Regions from separate parts of the Sus scrofa genome. Here all the other regions are linked to region 2. Evidence: chromatin contacts called from public HiChIP or PLAC-seq data. All regions are on one chromosome and are shown on one strand. Each heading gives the region's core, a stretch centred on a gene start, on an enhancer-like site or on the middle of the called end of the contact. The rest is flanking DNA. Distances are from core to core; before and after follow the strand shown. Region 1 holds the start of ARHGAP9 (rho GTPase-activating protein 9). Region 2 holds the start of LRP1 (prolow-density lipoprotein receptor-related protein 1). Region 3 holds the start of DDIT3 (DNA damage inducible transcript 3).

Evidence for each region. HiChIP or PLAC-seq counts read pairs in DNA pulled down with a chosen protein or histone mark.
Region 1: an H3K27ac HiChIP or PLAC-seq map of alveolar macrophages shows a contact between it and region 2. The contact joins the promoter of ARHGAP9 here to the promoter of LRP1 in region 2. A contact is called at or near these places in 2 of 47 Hi-C or Micro-C datasets (epiblast stem cells and omental adipose tissue) and 1 of 2 datasets of contacts at active chromatin or transcription factors (alveolar macrophages).
Region 3: a contact with region 2 is called in an H3K27ac HiChIP or PLAC-seq map of alveolar macrophages. The contact joins the promoter of DDIT3 here to the promoter of LRP1 in region 2. A contact is called at or near these places in 1 of 47 Hi-C or Micro-C datasets (heart right ventricle) and 1 of 2 datasets of contacts at active chromatin or transcription factors (alveolar macrophages).

Annotation. Positions count from the first base shown.
Region 1 is chr5:22,760,181-22,764,263 of Sscrofa11.1, reverse strand. It overlaps ARHGAP9 (rho GTPase-activating protein 9), which reads left to right and starts at 2,085. Exons shown (of 18, transcript XM_021091869.1): 1 at 2,085-2,445. MARS (methionine--tRNA ligase, cytoplasmic) reads right to left here. Exons shown (of 22, transcript XM_021091867.1): 2 at 2,878-3,380; 3 at 1,955-2,045; 4 at 1,730-1,808; 5 at 1,512-1,646; 6 at 832-907; 7 at 150-322. The coding sequence starts at 3,133.
Region 2 is chr5:22,433,078-22,437,121 of Sscrofa11.1, reverse strand. It overlaps LRP1 (prolow-density lipoprotein receptor-related protein 1), which reads right to left and starts at 1,486. Exons shown (of 93, transcript XM_021091826.1): 1 at 854-1,486. The coding sequence starts at 920.
Region 3 is chr5:22,784,459-22,788,267 of Sscrofa11.1, reverse strand. It overlaps DDIT3 (DNA damage inducible transcript 3), which reads left to right and starts at 1,251. Exons shown (of 3, transcript NM_001144845.1): 1 at 1,251-1,261; 2 at 1,981-2,135; 3 at 2,238-2,686. The coding sequence starts at 2,001. The coding sequence ends at 2,606. It overlaps MARS (methionine--tRNA ligase, cytoplasmic), which reads right to left. Exons shown (of 22, transcript XM_021091867.1): 20 at 3,410-3,481; 21 at 3,076-3,168; 22 at 2,759-2,984. The coding sequence ends at 2,838.

The DNA of each region.
Region 1 (4,083 bases), core at 836-3,335, 330 kb before region 2:
ACGGCCGGGGGGGAGGAGCCCATAAAGAAATTCTCTCTTTGCTTTCCAACAACGGAAAAAGTTAGTAGCCTCGCTCAAAAGCGCTCTTCAAGTCACCGCCCACCTGAAGCACTGAGGCTCTGTGGGAACCCCTCTGCTTTGTTCCAAACCTCAGGCTCATTGCTGACAGCTCTCCCCTCAAGGAAGCTGGGCTGGGGCTGCTTTTGGAGGTAGGGCCGGAGGGCCAGCACACCCTGCTGCTTCAGCACAGTCTCCACAGCTCGCTGACATGGCTCCTGAGAACTCAGCGTCTGGAACCAGCTGTGCAGGGTACCCAGCTCCTCTGTGGGCAGGGGAGAAAAGAGGCAATCAGCAAGACCTAACATGGGAAGATGGGAGGGTGGCCCAACCCCTTCTTTTTTTTTTTTTTTTTTTTTTTTTTTGGTTTTTTAGGGCCACACCCAAGGCATATGGAAGTTCCCAGGCTAGGGATCGAATCAGCCGGGCTACACCACAGCCACAACAACACCAGATCCAAGCCTAGTCTTTGAGCTACATGGCAGCTGGCGGCAACGCCAGATCCTTAACCCACTGAGTGGGGCAGGGGATCAAACCCTCGTCCTTATAGATACTAGTCCAGTTTGTTACCACTAAGCCACAATGAGAACTCCAGCCTCTTCTTCATGAAGTTTCTCCAGCTGGCTTTCCCAGTTCCCTCAGCCCTCTTTCTGCTATAGCTGCCCATCAAGCTACACCTCAAACTGGTTCCTCATTATTCACCTACCCACTCTGTTACCCCTACACCAAGCTCCTGGTGTTGGAGCTAGGGGTGAAGCAATGGGCAGTTCTCACCAGGAAGGTAGGCTGGGTCTTGGAGTAACGGGTACAGCGCTCCCCACAAAACAATGTCAGCTAAAGATTCTGTCTCCTTTGTTGAGAAAAGCAAAGAAAGAGGCAGGTGAGGCACTCAGTTTCTTCCCAATGAATGTCACATTTCATACATTTGCTACACACTTACAAGGTATCAAGCACCGTATTAAGCATATTTTAATTATCTCAGTCTTCACAACCCACTGAAGTGAATGCTAATATTACCCCCTTTCAAAGATGAAAAACTGAAGGTTTGAATTTATTGAGGTCTCTTTGTTGCTGCTCTTTTTTTTGTTTTTTTTGTCTTTTAGGGCCACTCCTGCAGCATGTAGAAGATCCCAAGTTAGAACTATATCCGCCAGCCTACGCCACAGCCACAGCAATGTGGGATCTGAGCAGCATCTGTGCCCTACACCACAGCTCCTGGCAACGCCGGGTCCTTAACCTACTGAGCGGGACCAGGGATCAAACTTGCATCCTCATTGATACTAGTCGGGCTTGCTATCACTGAGCCACAACGGGAACTTCCAAGTGTAGTGAGTTTTAAAGGTTACACTGCTAGTTGAGAGGCAGTTTGGGGGTCGGAACTCTGAATACAGTGTTCTTTCCTAACTCTCATACCACACAGCTTTCCCCAATCCCCATCTCAAGGCCCAACTCACCCCAGCCAGGAAAGGACAGCTCCGACGACTCAGGCTGTGGTCAATATGAGTCAGGGCTCTCCGGACTGGGCCAAGAACATCTTCCCCCTTCTTCCCCTGGACCACTAAATAGTACAGGGCAGCGGACAAAGCTGGCTAAAATGCGGGAGACACAAGTCAGGATGGCCATGCAAAGCAATGGCCTGCCTGCCTGTGATTCCCCCACATCTCAGTCTTACCTGCAGCTCTGTTGCTTCCCATTCCAGCCACTGGTTGGTGAGGTCATCTTGCTCCCACCCAGACAACAGAAAGAAGTATCTAACCAGGGAGAGAGCAACAGAAGGTAGAATGAGAGGGGCCTGTTTCTCACCCCCTAGTGAAACAGTGATTGTAAATAAGGCCACAGAGGACAATAATCCCTGATTTTATTCAGCCACCTCCCTGAATCAAGGACCAATACTGACCGACAGATTGCACTGGCGGAGAAGAGGTAGTTGCCACTATCCAGTTGCAAGACAGGGACCTTAGGCCGAGTCAGGAATGGAACCACACACTCTGATGCAGAACAGGAAAATGGGTGAAATACAGGGAAAAGAAAACAAATACTCTGTCAACTTAGAAGGACAACTTCACAGTGTTGGGGGCCTGGGGGAAGAAAGATGGGCCGTCTCAAGGAGAGGTTCCAGGATAGGACCACTGAAAGGGGGTGGGTCCAGAATACGCTGGAGAGACCAGCAGGTGTTCAGCTGAGACTGCCAGCTGGAAACAACAGATGGGAGTTGCAGACGGGAGGCGGTGGTATTGGGGTAGTGCTGCAGCCAAGAACTGAAACAACTGAAAGTAACTAGGATATCTGAGAGATCTGAGCTACACTGGAAGAACAAAATTAAGAGAACTGGGAGGATGGACAAGAGAACCTCTTAAGAGTCAAACAGATGGCTGGGAATGAGAAGAGGTAAACCGAAGGGAATATGTGTGTCTGGGTTTAGGAGAGGCGAGTGGGGTTTCCTAAGAACAAAGGAAAGGGGTGCCTGGGGAATTGTCATGTGAGTGACTAGCGAGTGTGTGTGGGGTCGGGGGGGAGTGCCGGGTAGGTGTGGGAGGTTAATAAAGGGAAAGAGTTTCACTGAAGTAAGGCGAGGTCCTGGGAAACGAAGAAGGGGAGGCAAAAGATGAGGGAAGGGGACACTGAGGAGAATTAGGTAACCGATGAAAGATGTGACTGGGAGGGAAACGGGATGGGGTGCCCAAGGACATTGCGGGAGAAATCTGACGGGAGTGCATGGTGGGGGGATGGGGGGTGGTAAAAGACAACTGTAGGGTGGGTGTCGGGCGTGTTCGCGTCCCGCCCTCCTCATCCACCGCCCACCAGCACCAGCCCGTCTACCTTCGGGGCCTACAGTGCTGATGAGCAGCTCCACTCTGCCCTGGGCCCTCCCGGCCGCAGCTAGCACAGGCAGGCTCCCCGGGGCGCCCTCGCTCACGAACAATCTCATTTCGCCGTGGGTCCCACGCTGATGCAACCGGAACCGGTCTCCCGCCAGAGGGATAAGCGATTGCCGCGCGGCACGCCGGGAAATGGAGTTCCGACTAAAGCTGTTCCCCGGGCCTGGGTTCCGGAAGTAGACTATTTCTCCCATCATACAACACTAGGAAACAGGAAAAGAGTGCCATAGAGACGAAGAGGCCGTAAACGCAGTGCCAGAGTGGCATCTTTTTGATGGGAGGGCCAGAAAGGACCTTTATGTGTGGGATCCGGCTTGTAATCCTCTAACGCCTCCCGAGAGCGGTGAAGGATACCGAGGGGTACAGTTATCTCGCTGAAGTGGCGACGTCAAGACTGCGGCTACTCGCAATGGCCCACTCTCGATTCGAGCTCATAAGAGAGTTCTGGAATTGATAGATAAGCGTATTTTAGTGACATAATGAAAATTAGTGTAGGTATCCTATTAGTAAAAAAGAATGTGACAATTATATATTTATTTCATACCAGTCTGAAGCGCGTATACAGCCAGGTGCTAACATTAAAGGGAAATGAGTCTGTGTAGGAAAAAGTTCAGATTGCTGGGGAGTAAGAAAGCAGAGTTTGGCAGTAAGTATACACTACTCAAGGAAGCGCATGTCAGTAATTGAGAAAGGGACCCTTCTTTATCGTCTTTGTACCCCTTTAAGAATAATTGATATCTTAGAGTACTTATGAGCTGGACACTTCTAAATATATATATAGGAGTTCCCTGGTGGCTCAGGAGGTTAAGGATCCAACATTGTCATTACTGTGGCTCTGGTTATAGCTGCTGTGCAGTTGGATCCCTGGCCCAGGAAATTCCGAGTACTACAGATGTGGCAAAAAATATGTGCAGGTATACATTTAATTCTCAAAAAACTATGGAGTTTCTGGGCCTCATTTGAAACTAAGCCATAAGAAGCCTTGCAATTTAGGCCCAGGCTTCTTGGAACACTCCAAGAAGCTGTGAGCTGCCTTGTAAGAAATCTTACTACCCTGAGATTGCCATGCTGGAGAGGTATCATGTTGACATTCTGGCTGACAGGCCAGCTGATCCCAGCATTCCAGTCATCCTCATCACGGAGTCAG
Region 2 (4,044 bases), core at 237-2,736:
AATGTGATCAAGCCAGAAGTCAGGGAGCAGGCAACCTTCCTCTACCCTCCCACCTCAGCATTCCAGGCCATTCTCCAGCCCCCTTCCCCAAGGATGACATCTGACATTTTTCATCTCAAAGCTCCCAGGAATTGAGAAATTCAAAGTCATACAGCTTCGTCTGCCCCCACCCTATGCCCCCCAACACGGCCCTTGCCAGGCTACTGACAGAGGCCCTGAGAAGGGGAAGTGCCCATTTCCGCGGAACCCAGGCTGGCAGCCTGCTGGATCCTGGACCCAGGCCTCCTAGCCTGGTCTCCAAGGGCCCAGATTCCACACCCAAGCAGGGGGCCTTCTCTTGGCCCTCCCTCTCCCCACCCACAGCCTTCTCCAGGGCCTGTCTGCTCTCAGCAGGGCACCCCTGACCTGGCTCCCCCTTTCAGATTCAGAGGGCACTGCAAAAGGACCCCCGCCCCCTTTTGCAACCAGTACATTGTAAATCCGGATTCCTTTACAATTCAGATGGGGGGTTGGGGGGTGGAGGACGTAGAAGAGGCGCAGGCCCTCCCCGACCAGAGATAGGAAGAGAAGGCCTCTAGATCCCAGGATCAGAAAAAGGGGATCCCTCTTCTCCCTTCCTAGGCCTCTGGTCTTTGTTTGGGCTGGGGGGTCCCTGAAGCATCATTTGTCAGGGCCCCCATTCTCCAAATTGGACCCCCCCATCCCCACCCCCAGTTGGGCCGCTGCTGTGTCAGCTGGACTGGGATAACAAAAGGCACCCCCTCCCGCGTCTCCCTTCCCCTCCGAACGCTGGAGTGGGGGCTGGGGAGTGGGTGTCCCCAGGGGTCCAAGGGGGCCGCGGGATCTCACTCACCATCGATAGCGGCAGCGACCAGAGCTGAGAGCAGGGGCAGCAACAGCAGCGGCGGCGGGGTCAGCATGGTGTGGGCTGATGCAAGCAGCAGCCCTCTCCCCTCTGGTCCTGTTACTTCTCGCCGTCGCCCCCCCCAATTGGGGGGTCCCCCTTTTTCCTCCTTCCTCCCTTCTCCTCCTCTATTCTTATCCTATCCTTCAGCACAGCGCACCAGGGGCGTGGGTGACGAGGTAAGTTCGGAGCCCCCTTGGGAAGGGCTTGCAGACCAGCTGCACCCCCAGCCCCCCAATCCAAACCCTTCACCCCTGCTGTTCTCCTCGTTCCTCTTTTCCCCCTCTCCCCGGGCGAAGCTCACAGCCCCATCTCCGAGCCGCCTCCGGCTGCAAAAATGCACAATTGGGAGGAGGCGGGGTAGGGGGGTGGGGGCGTGGACCGGGTGGGGGAGCCTTTGGAAGGGGCCTGATGGAGCTCTGGGGGCTCCCCTGGTTTCCGCCTCCTCAGTGCACGGGCCTGGAGCTCGCACCACTGTTACCCGGACTGAGGTGTCGCGGGGCGGGCTGAGGGGGGAGAGGGAGGGGACCAGGAGAGGAGGGAGGGAGAGAAGGGGCGGGGAAAGAAAAAGGGGGGGGGAAGAGCTACGCGGCAGTCCTGTGAGTGCGCATGCGCTGATTTGGCGCGCTGCCCTGGGGAGGGGGAGTCAGAGAGGCGACCAGATTTGGATCTCTGGCTAGCGGTCCTAGAGCGGGGGTCCCGGCCCTGCTGGCTAGTTTTGGGCCTGGAGCGCCTTTTTCCTTGACTGGGGCTTGGTCCCTTGCGCTGCAGAACTGAAGAGGCGAGGGGGGTTGAACAGGGGGCGAGGAGCCCTGAGCGGCTTCTCTTTGAAACTCGGTGTCTTGCCCTAGGATCAGGCCCGGTCTGGGGATCCAAGACCCAGAGGTCTGGGTCGAGGCCCGAGCTCCACGAGAAAGCCCGACTGTGCCTCCGCTGCCCGGGGTGGGGGCGGGGGCCGCCAGTCCGCTGGGAAGATACGGGGAGAGGCTGAGCTTTGATTTGGAGACTTTGTAAGACCGGGACCAGGATTGGGGCCTGCGGCGGAGGGGGGCGGGTTGGGGGAGGGGCCGAGAAGTCCCGCCCTCACCTCGCTCTAGGGCTTGGAGTAAACAGGGACACCCGCGGGGACACGCCGGAGCTTGTCCGCTCGCCTAGGGCTTGGGGATGGAGCCCACCTTAGTACCCGCCCCGCCCTGCTCTCCTGGCACCGGGCGCGGGAGGGGCAGTCCCTGGTTTGGAGGGAGGTGAGTCACTAGCGGGTGGGGTTGAGGAAGGGCCACCCCTCTTAGCCCCAAGAGGTCTGGGCTCATTTATTTTTTTGTTTGGTGTTTTGTTTTTTATACCTTCTGACTGGCTTCCTACCAAGTCGGGGTTTTAGATTCCAAGCAGCAGGGATTTGGAATAAGATGAGGGACTCTAGACCTCTGTCTCCAGGCCTTGAGTTCTAAGGAGGTGTCTGCAGAGTGCCAGACCTTTGTCCTGGCCTAAGTCCCTATGGGAATGCTGCTTTGAGTCCACTGGGCGCCGGGCGGTTCCCAGAGCCCGGCGAATGTGCCTCTGGCCACTGCCCCCTTCTGGGTGGTGTTTTGAGGCTGTACCATGGATGTCTGACTTTCTGGTGTCGACGAAGTCAGAGTTCAGGGAGAAGGCAGGCAACGTCGGCTGCCGGAAACTGACGTTTGAAATGAGGGAGGGTTGCACCACCCTTCTCCCTTTTAAAATTCAAGAAAAGGCCCCAAATCCTCACTCCAGTCTGGCCTTGGCAGAAAGCAGAGCAGCGTGGAGTGTTTGTTGATGGCAGTGAGAGCAAGAGAGGAATCCAGAAGAAGCTAGACCTTTCCTCCAAACTACAACTTCCACCAGGCTGGCTTTGCTCAGGGCCAAGGCCACCTGCCTGTAGACTCTCCCAGGCTGGAAACCTCAGACTTTTTGCCAGCTGGGCCTTTCCTATAGCCAGTCCTGCAAAGCCTGTGCTTGAGATTTGTCATTTTTTTCCCCTTTGAAATGGAGCTCAGAGTTCTTCCATTTCCACTGCCCCTGAGGGTTTCTCTGGGGAGGGGTGGGGTCTTAGCCTTTCATTCCAGGACTCATGGGGTAACAGAGGTGGTCACATTGCAGGGACTCACTATATGTTTTTAATGAATGCCTACTAGGTTGCTTCTTCTCCCTGGAATCCCCTCCTCATATTGTCATCCAAGTGAAGTCAGATTGAAAAAGACTTCGGGCAGCTTTGAAAGGAAAAAGCTAGCTGGAGTGACCATGCATAGCCTGAGAGGGTTGTGAGGGGTAGTCCCATTCCTGTTCCTGCTGCCTATTGTCTGCAGGTGAACCTTGCTAAAATTGCTTTCCCTGTGTCTCTTCCTGGCTGGTGAACCTCTACTGGGCGTCTCTAGGCAACGGAATCCAACGTGAACTCTTCTCTCGGTCCTGACCTTCCAATATCTGGCCTCAGCTAGCAAATCATGATCACTTCTCACTTGCTACCTCCCAAGCCCTACTGTCTCTTGAATGCAAATGTGTATTTATTTGTGTTAACTTTATATTGTAAAAAAATGGCAAAAAAAAGAGTACGAGGCAGGTACAAGGTGAAAGGTCAACTTGCCACTCTCCACACTCCCATTCTTCAGTCCCACCCTCAGAATAACCACAACTAAGAGTTCCTCAGGTCTCCTTCCAAGAGGCTTTTTTAAAAAATGATAAACAAATATAAATAAACACCTTTTGAAAATACAGATGAACTCATACGGTATATACTGTTCTGTAACTTGCTTTCTTCAGTTAATTCATACTGATTCCTTTCCATGTTGTACACACACATCTAGCTCACTCGTTATTTGGGCTACTTGGAATCTCCTTTCTTGGATACTCCACAGTCTCCTAGGATTGTTGGGCACTTGGGCTATTTCCAATGTGTGAAGTGCTGAGGTTGTCTCTGTAAGATGAGAGAATGCATTTTTCCACCTGAGCCTTTAATTATACTTTTCTCTCAGTTCCTTCCTGCCCTCATCAGCAAGGCTCTCCTGTTATTCTTACTCTGCCCTCTCCCCTGGCCATCTCCTGATAGGCTCAGTAGCTAGAATTTAGCACTTAATTTTGTGGGTTCTACGTCCACCATCAGACTATAAACTCCCTAAGTGCAG
Region 3 (3,809 bases), core at 2-2,501, 350 kb before region 2:
GACTTCAGCCTTTATTATGTGTGAAACTGGAAGATTTTGAACAGAGGAGTGACATGGCTTGACATAAGGTGTTTTGGGTTTTTTTGGTCTTTTTGTCCTTTTAGGGCGACACCTGTGGCATATGGAGGTTCCTAGGCTAGGGGTCCAATTGGAGCTGTAGCTGCCAGCCTACACCACAGCCACAGCAAGGCAGGATCCAAGCCGAGTCTGCGGCCTACACCACAGCTCACGGCAATGCTGGATCCTTAACCCACTGAGCAAGGCCAGGGATGGAACCCACGTACTCATGGATACTGGTCAGGTTCATTAACCACTGAGCCACTATGGGAATTCCTTGACATAAGTTTTAAATGGCTCACCTTGCCTGCTGTTGTAAATAAACTCTGAGAGGGGTGGCTGGAACAAAAACTGGGAGACCTTTTAGTCAAGAGGCTTCTGCAGTCACCCAAGAGAGATGACAGTAACTTGATTAGAAACAATGGAATTGGTGAGAAGTGTTGATTCTGGGGTTTTGAAGCATCAGGTAAGTTTTGGAGTTCTCTTGTGGCACAGAGGGTTAAGGATCTGACATTGTCACTGAAGCGGCTTGGGTCAAGGGCACGGCCAAAAAAAAGGGGGGTGGTGTTTCCTGGTGGTTTGGATTGGATTGTGGGATATGAGAGGAGAGGAACCAAGGATGATAGCAAGATTTTTGGCTCAAGCAACTAGAGTTGCCATATGCTGAGGTGGGAGAGACCTTGCAAGGGGAAGATTAGTAGGAGTTTGTTTTGGGACATAATAAGTCAGAGATGCCTATCAGCTACCCAAAAGGAGAATGGCAAGTAAGCAGTTAAGAGCTGGAGGTCCCAGGAGAGGTCTAGACTGGAAATAGACATTTGGAGGATGTCAGTGTGGGAATGGAATTAGAATACCACCTGATTTGTTCTCTCTTTTGTAGTCCATTCCTTACTCTGGAAGGTTTGAGGTCTGCCTTGAATTTAGAGAAAGCTGAGTTGGCCAGGATTTTGCTGTTATGTAATCAGGACTACAAATGTCAGCAACTAAAAATAAAGGAAGTCAGGGCTCTTCTCTGTCCTTGGAAGTGGCTACAGGGACCAATAATTATCCATGCTCTGTAAGTCAGGAAGTAAGGGAAGGACCAGTAGAAAATTGGAGATAAAAGAACCTGCCTCTCCTGCTAAAAATGGCTAATGTTTGTCCTTGATCCCCACAGTGTTCCAGAAGGAAGTGTATCTTCATACATCATCACACCTGAAAGCAGGTAAACTTAATAACTCTGTCCCAGAACCAGCTCCTATGAATTGCTGCTCAGGCTCCCTGTAAGAGGACCCTAAGAAAGGATACTCAGAGAAGATGGGAGAGGAGGGTTTGAATCTGAGCAGGCTTGTACTATCAGGGCACATCTGTCTGCTGGCCTGTCCCTAACAAGGTGACCAAATTACCATTTTTAGAATATGTCCTAATTGAAAGCTTGCTGTGTGAGTGCAGTCAGGTGAGGTCTCACCACACACCTCAGTCCCCATCAAGGTTAGACTGACCCAAAGGATCCCCACACAGGAGGAAAAAGGAGCACAAATGGTCTGGTAACTGCCCCTAGAAACAACCAGTGGACTTCCTCAAGGGGGACTGAAGACTTTTATCAGGAAGCCATAAGAATGTATGTCTAGACACTTGCTTCTTCCAGTGCTGGGCAAAAGCATGGAGGGAGGATCATTCTAGGTCAGAGGTTGGTAAGATTTTAAAGGCCCAGATAGTAAATGTTTTAGATGTTGAAGGCCACACAGTCTCTGTCACAACTCATCTCCACTGTTATAGCATGAAAGCAGCCATGAACATGTAAATAAATGGATGTGGCTGTGTCCCAATAAACCTTTATCTACCAAAACAGACAGGCGGCAGCAGGCCAGTTTGCCAGCCTATAGACTGCTTCGTGGAGCTTCTGTCCCCACCCCCCACTATCCTGAGTATGTCCTTTTCCAGAGCCTAATCCAGCCGCAGAGATGGCAGCTGAGTCATTGCCTTTCTCCTTCGGGACACTGTCCAGCTGGGAGCTGGAGGCCTGGTATGAGGACCTGCAGGAGGTGCTGTCCTCAGATGAAAATGGGGGTAACTATGTCTCACCCCCTGGAAATGAGGTGAGAATGCAAGGCTGAATGTTGCAGGGGGCGGGTAGGGGTTACTTCCCTTCCTTTCTCAAGCAATTAATACCTTCTCTGTCTTTCTTCATTCCCTTGAAGGAGGAGTCAAAAACCTTCACCACTCTTGACCCTGCCTCTCTGGCTTGGCTGACTGAGGAGCCAGGACCAGCAGAGGTCACACACACCTCCCAGAGCCCACACTCGCCTGATTCCAGTCAGAGCTCCCTGGCTCAGGAGGAAGAGGAGGAAGACCAAAGAAGACCCAGGAAACGGAAACAAAGTGGCCATTCCCCAGCCCGGGCTGGAAAGCAACGCATGAAGGAGAAAGAACAAGAGAATGAAAGGAAAGTGGCACAGCTAGCTGAAGAGAACGAACGGCTCAAGCAGGAAATCGAGCGCCTGACCAGGGAAGTGGAGGCGACTCGCCGAGCTCTGATTGACCGGATGGTTAATCTGCACCAAGCATGAACTTTTGGGACCAGCACTCCCGCCTTGGGCTACTGCTGACCTTTCCTGGAAGTGGCTACCAACCACCTTCTTACCAGTGCCAACAGTGTACCCTCAACCCCCTCTATTCATGAGGGAAAGCTTAGGGTAGATGACAGGAAAGGGTCTCAGTATGTATATAGAGAGATTGTATGTTTATTTATTACTGCCCAAATCCATTAAAGTGACTTTCTTTGAGCCAAGTTTTCACTTTCACCTTTTCTTCTTGCCTTTAGGGGTCTCAAAGGGTTTCCCCTCAGCTAGAGCCAACTGTTTCTTCAGATCCAAAAGTTTAGCCACCTCCGCAGCAACCTGGTTCTTGTCTGCCTTTTGTGCTTTCAATTCTCGGACAATGTTGCCCTAAGAGAAGGGGTAGGGAGAATAACAACAGTGAGACCAGAAAGGACCTACTTAGGATTAAGCTTTTCCAGCCTCCCATAGGGCTCCATACCTGCTTCGTCACTTCATCCATCAACACTTGTACCTGCTGTGGTCCAGCTGTTGTCACAGTCTCTACAACTGCTGGCTTGGGGGATACTTTTGCCTGGAGAACAACAACGGAGTTAGCACCCACTACCATAAATAATTCCCAAACTCAGGTTTTATACAACATCTCACAGGGAAAGTAATTACCTTTAATGCCAAGGACTCTTCTAGCTAAGACAGGAAAGAAAAACTAAATGAGGAAGCAGTAGGTCCAAAAGATGCAGAGAGAGATGAACTAAGGGCTACTGAGGGACACTAAGGACTGTTGCCAGGTCAGGCACAGTCTTTAGCTTTCTCACCTGGCCCCCGCCAAAGCGCTGCCTCAGACTTTCAATCTGGTCATTTTCCAATTTTTGGAACAAAGGACTGACCTGTGAAAAAAGAATTACACAGTCACTCACTGATTAGGTATAAACACCAGGCTATACAGAGAGGCCTCTCCACTCCATAACATTAAGCAAGTTTAAATGTTTTAGAAGAAATGTTGAGTTTAACACTGACCAAATACCTGCTGATTTCAGTCAAGAATCCAGAAAAAGCACTGGCCTTTGTGAGGGTCAAAGATGATATAAACTGATGACACTAGATTGATGCAAGAGCTTAGAGGCATACATATTTTTATCACCTTGTATCAAAGAGAAAGTGGTCACCCTGTATTCTCCCTGCCCAAGGGGTTCTGACATGAACAGTGAGGCTAAG